Linked DNA regions of Sus scrofa: region 1 is linked to region 2. Evidence: chromatin contacts called from public promoter capture Hi-C data. All regions are on one chromosome and are shown on one strand. Each heading gives the region's core, a stretch centred on a gene start, on an enhancer-like site or on the middle of the called end of the contact. The rest is flanking DNA. Distances are from core to core; before and after follow the strand shown.

What was found. Promoter capture Hi-C pulls out the DNA fragments that hold promoters and counts their contacts.
Region 1: a promoter capture Hi-C map of fetal liver shows a contact between it and region 2, with 2.6 times the contacts expected there. The contact joins two enhancer-like sites. A contact is called at or near these places in 1 of 5 promoter capture datasets (fetal liver) and 1 of 2 datasets of contacts at active chromatin or transcription factors (alveolar macrophages).

The regions. Positions count from the first base shown.
Region 1 is chr13:131,647,715-131,650,533 of Sscrofa11.1, forward strand. LSG1 (large subunit GTPase 1 homolog) reads right to left here. Exons shown (of 16, transcript XM_021070074.1): 2 at 1,402-2,454. The coding sequence starts at 1,500. Among named protein-coding and RNA genes, the nearest start is that of LSG1, 4.8 kb to the right of the region's middle. Within about 2 kb of position 1,542, at least 79 of the 83 cell types and tissues checked have an H3K27ac peak or open chromatin away from gene starts, as enhancers often do. A contact at or near this core is called in alveolar macrophages and fetal liver, where this site is marked.
Region 2 is chr13:130,641,463-130,644,162 of Sscrofa11.1, forward strand. The region is part of intron 5 of OPA1 (dynamin-like 120 kDa protein, mitochondrial); the gene reads left to right. Among named protein-coding and RNA genes, the nearest start is that of OPA1, 18 kb to the left of the region's middle. Within about 2 kb of position 1,314, at least 21 of the 83 cell types and tissues checked have an H3K27ac peak or open chromatin away from gene starts, as enhancers often do. A contact at or near this core is called in alveolar macrophages and fetal liver, where this site is marked.

The sequences.
Region 1 (2,819 bases), core at 292-2,791, 1.0 Mb after region 2:
CAATTGTATACCATTCAGTATGGTAAAATGGAAACCAAAGAATCCTGAAACAGTTACCTTATTACATACAATACACTCTGGAATTTTCTTTAATTCTCTTCTGCAGGAAAAATCTGCCTACTTTCCACCCATTGAACTGAATTCCAAACACAAACCACAGTGTGATAAGATAAACACCATCCTAAGCTATATGCTCTGTACAGGTACAAAGAAATGAAAAAACTGAAGGTTAGAAGGTTAGGCGGTTTGTCCAAGACCAAGGAATCAACAAAAACCGGAACTAAGGATGAGAATTCATTATCGAATTTCCCATTACTTTTTAAATGGTACATTAACAAGTTGCTTCAAAATCAATTAAAATTATCCGTAATCTAAAATCGAGGAGTTCCCGGCATGGGTAAGAGGTAATGAACCTGACTAGTGTCCACGAAGATGTGGATCGTTCCCTGGCTTTGCTCAGGGGGTTAAGGATGCAGCGATGCCATGAGCTGTGCTGTAGGTCACAGATGGGGCTTGGATCCTGGCAGCTGCAGCTCTGATTGAACCCCTAGCCTGGGCACCTCCATATGCTGCAGGTGCAGCCCTAAAAAGCAAAAAAATAAAACAAGCAAAAATAAATAAACTCCAGAGTAACTCTGACTCTCTCATAAATATGCTAAAATCCAGAGCATATTGATGAGCTCTGTATGCTGTTTACTCTGCAGATTACAGATGGAAGTTAGTGTGATGTGCACGTGGATAATTAGGGGCATTTTTGACTCCCCAAAGATTCTTACTGAGAACTTAGCGAGTTCTCAAATAAGTGGGAGAATGAATGCCAAGATGACGAACACAAGTCAAGCTTCATCCCGTTTTCAAGGATCCCCAAAGTATGATCGTTCCCAGGCCCAGGGAACTATTAAGCCCGCCAAATTTTGAAGATAGATCGTTCATCTATGAGTGAAGCCCCTAGGGAATAAAAGGGGCGAAGCAGTTATTTTGTACTTCTGGCACCAACCAGCAGCTCTTGCAGGGTCAATTCTTTGAACAAATGAATACAAAAAGCAGTTTTTGCGACTTTTCTGTGCAGGCTTCCAAAGTTTACAGGGCAAAAACCAAACTCTTACCCTGGCATTCAAGATCTCACTCCAACCTCATCACACTAGACGCCACCTCTGGTGCCTAGCTACTACGGCCTGGTCGACTCTAAGGGACTTGAGTATTTGCGCATTTTGGTAGCCGCTGGGGCAGAGGGGGGCGTTTACCTGAAGTTACCGGAGGACGACAGTACTCATCCTTCAAAACAGTACTTTGGCGTTTCCTCTGGAAAATTACACTGTGACCTCTGACCCCAAGCTTCGCAGGGTTCACACTCTCATAACTAGACAGAAAGACTAAAAAAGATGGCAGGGTCCGTCTTACCCAGGCGTCGGTGTGACGATGGCTACGGCTCCGCTGAACTTGCTGACGGATAAGGGCCCGGCCGAGGGACCCAGCATCTGGCGCTCTCCTCCGACCCATTAGAGCGCAGCCGGGACGCCAACCTTCTTTGCCGGACCCACGCCTGGTTTTTTCGGTATTTAGGTGCGCGATCTCCGGAAGTGATGTATGAGCGAGCCCAAGTAATTAAGGCCCGAAGTTGAAGGGAAACATAATAATTTGTCTCAAATTGCCACTTATTTACCACTATGACAGAAAAAAATATAAAGTGGTCTTGGGACTTAAATTTCTATGTATATTCCTACCAATATCTCATATTTTGATACGTTGATTAAATCAAAAGGATGGTACCTTCCAAGTTTGTGCGTCGGTCTTTAGTGTCCGGTGTGAAACTAGGAGACGTGGAAAAAAGCGGCCGTTCATATTCGCGGTACTAGCTCCGCCTCCCGGCTGTTTCGTCAAAGGAGGAGGGGACCCGGGTGAAGGGTCCCCCCGCTGCGCTAGGGGGCGTTGCTTCCTGGCGCTAGATTTCTGTCCGTGTTCTAAGGTGTGGCCTCGCCGCCTTCACGCCCAGCAACTAAATAGCTTTTTGTTTACTTAGCTTTTCTGAACCGCGATTTGGAGAGAAGAGTCCCTGCCCGGATGGGAGTTCAGAATGGAAAGAGCTTGTCAAAGTTGCAAGGAAAGCCAAAGGGATTTGACCTAAATGCTTTTTTCAAGTAACTTTTTAAAAAAGTTTAAAAGTTAAACCTAGAATTGTATTTAAATTTTCCTGTAAATTAATATAAAGTGAAAACTGTGGCTGGGTTCCACTCTTTGCCACCTGACTTTTGTTCCTCATTTTATCGTTAGGTTTCCCTATGATGAGAATATAAAAAGTCCGGTTAGAGATGTGTGGGTGCTGGGCATTTAGTTCCATCCTCATCAATCAAAATTACCTCAATGTTGTGATGCTCAGAGACGAAGAAGCTTGGCAAGCCAGGGAAAATATTCGGGGTCAGGCATCAAACCCAAGTCTCATTATTTTATTCATTCCTGGGGAAAGGGGAGAACGAGGGCTGTTAGCAAGAATTTTAGAGGCCAGTTCTTCTCAAACTTTGATGTGCATGTGAAGCCCCCTTGGGATCTTATTAGTGCCGGTTCTGATTGATAAGGTCTAGGGTGGGGCGGGCACTCTACTCTTTAAGGTGATGCTGATGATGCTGGTCTGGTGGAAGGCCACTCTGAATAGCAAGAGAAGCCCACTTCCTTCTGGTGCAGATGAAAGCCCTGAAGTGGACTGGGTAAAGTCAGTCCCAGCAAGTTTGGGTCAGACAGAGCTGGGACAACATTCTCCCCTCATCTCTGCATCCTTGCTAAGCCCCACTGTATGCTACCCCTCACTAATGACTTCTGCTGAA
Region 2 (2,700 bases), core at 64-2,563:
GTGAGCTGTGGTGTAGGTCACAGGTGTGGCTTGGATGCTGTGTTGCTGTGGCTGTGGTGTAGGCCAGCAGCTGCAGCTCTGATCTGACCCCTAGTCTGGGAACTTCCATATGTTGCAGGTGCAGCCCTAAAAAAAAAAAATACACACACACACACACACACACACACGCGCACACACACACATATACATATATAGTGTATGTAACATTGTTTTTACATGATAATTTAGAACATAGGGTATTTGGTAAAAATTGCAATATTGATAAAAACTATTGGTAGTAGACTGATTTGGTCATCTTTTAAAATTGTTTGTAGAAATTGTCCAGTTAGTAAAACAGGATGTGGAATTTCTGAAATGGAGCAAGTTAAATAATTCAAGTGGAAAGATGTTATTTCCTTCTAATGTCTAATCATAAATATTGTTGGCTGTAAATATCTCTAGCAAAATTACGTGTTACTGGGAGGGAGAAAAATAGGAGGATAGTTCTCTTTAGCTAATTGAAATAGTGGAATTATTTAAACTTTGAAAAGTAGATTAGTGCCCAGGAATATTTTTTAAATGGAAAGGGAAAGAAGTCTTCACTTACCTGAAGTTCTTTCCCAGACCCAAATTACTGTTAAAACTAGTAAAGCAGGAGTTGGCAAGCTTTTCCTTAGAGGTCCAGATAGTAAATATTTTAGGTTTGCAGGCCCTAAGGTCTCTGTGGACTACTCAGCCAGAACATTGTAGTTTGCCAGTGCCTTCTCTAAAGAGTAATTTACATATGCCCTTCAAAGCATTGTGGTTTCACCATTTTCCTCTTTTAAGTGTACATTGAACCTGGTGTGTCAAAGGCCCTTTGAAAATAGTGAGACCATAGAGCTAACAGGGTGGTATCAGGTACAGACTTTGCAGGCGCACTGTGACCTTTTGGACCCTGCCCTTCCTGCTTTCTGAGCTGTGTGACGTAAGATAAGTTCCTTATCTTCTCTGACTTTCTGGTTTCCTTTTTAGTAAAATGGGGAACCGTCTGTTAAAAGGTTGTTGTGGGAATTAGGTAAAGCCCTTTAGCACAAGATCTGGCACATAATAAAACTAAATAAATGTTAATATATATGAAGATGACAACGATCATTACCGTCTTACACTTTGAATTATTGCATGAATTAACAGTATGTTAACATCATTTAATTAATTTCCTCCCCTTAATTTCTATGCAGTCTCTTCGGGAGCTTATTTACAGAATAAACATTTTTTTAAGAAGCTCAATTTGGATTTTATGCTATCAACTTTGCATTGTTAGGTAAAAGATTGTCACTCACTTCAAGCAACAAACATGTGCCAAGCCTTATCTTAGGTGCTGGCTGTAACACATCTAATGTCTCAGGCCTTATTCTATGTGCTAGGTATAAAAACAAACAAGCTATGGGCCCTGCTCTGCTATTAGTTTTTAGCATATTGTTGAAAATAACAGTATTTTAAGTGTATTGATATGAACGAGTCATAGTTTCAAGATTTTAAAAAATCTTTTCTATCAAACTCATCAACTTAGAGGTATTTGCAGCACTTTCAGTTGCCTTTTTTTTTGGTCTTTTTTTTTTAGGGCCACACTCACAGCATGTGGAGGTTCCCAGGTTAGGGGTCGAATCGGAGCTTTAGCTGCTGGCCTACGCCACAGCCACAGCAAGATGGGATCCCAGCTGCCTCTGCGACCTACACCACTGCAACACCCACTGAGTGAGGCCAGGGATCAAACCTGTATCCTCGTGGATGCTAGTCAGATTTGTTTCTTCTGAGTCACGACAGGAACTCTGTCAGTTGCTATTTTGGTTTCTGGAGTTATCACTGATGTTTTTAATCTGATACTATATTTTTTAAAAAACTGAGAACATTGTGAAATACGGGACCATGAGAGCAGCAGTGTCAAATTGACAGTAACCAGGAGCAGTTTAGAGAGTATACATACCATCCCTGTTGTTTATAATAACTATTTTTGTTATAGATCATAATTATTACATTTTGAATGCAATACATATCATTTCAAAAGAATTATGTGCTATTTCTTGAGAGAAAAATGTCTGAACTTGGGAAAATATTTATCAAGTAAAATTATTTTGTTCATTTAAGGAGTGTTATCTTGCATTCTTTAGGCACATACATTTCTTCCCCCTCCTTACAACGCATGACCTTAGCTTTAGAAGCTAGCCCATCAGTGTTTAGATTGAGATTTGACGCCTAAAATTGGATAAAGGTAACCTTTTTTAGTTGTGTATTAGGGTGTAAATAGCTTTTTCTGTGTCTAATTCTTGTTTTCTTCCTACTTTTTTCAGGAGGTAACAGTTAATTTCAACTATCTTCACATAACTGCTTCAGTAACAGACATGGAAGGAAAGTGAGGTGTCACTAGAAAGAGGCTGCTTTTCTTATAATATAATAGATATTAGAGTATTGACCATATGATTTGTATATACATATAAGCAGTTGGTTAGGGAGGGGTGTTTATGCTCTAAATAAAAAACAATCCTTTGCCTGATAGACCAGCACAGTTAAGAAATGTGAAATATTTTCTTACTGCTTTGGCATTTTATAAATACTACTGATACTATGATAATTAAAGTATAGGTACACTCATGTGTAAGCCAACATGGGAAACCTTCTTTAAAAGGCAGTTGTTTTGAGAAATCTAAACACTTGAATGATTAGAAGAAGTGATCATGATAA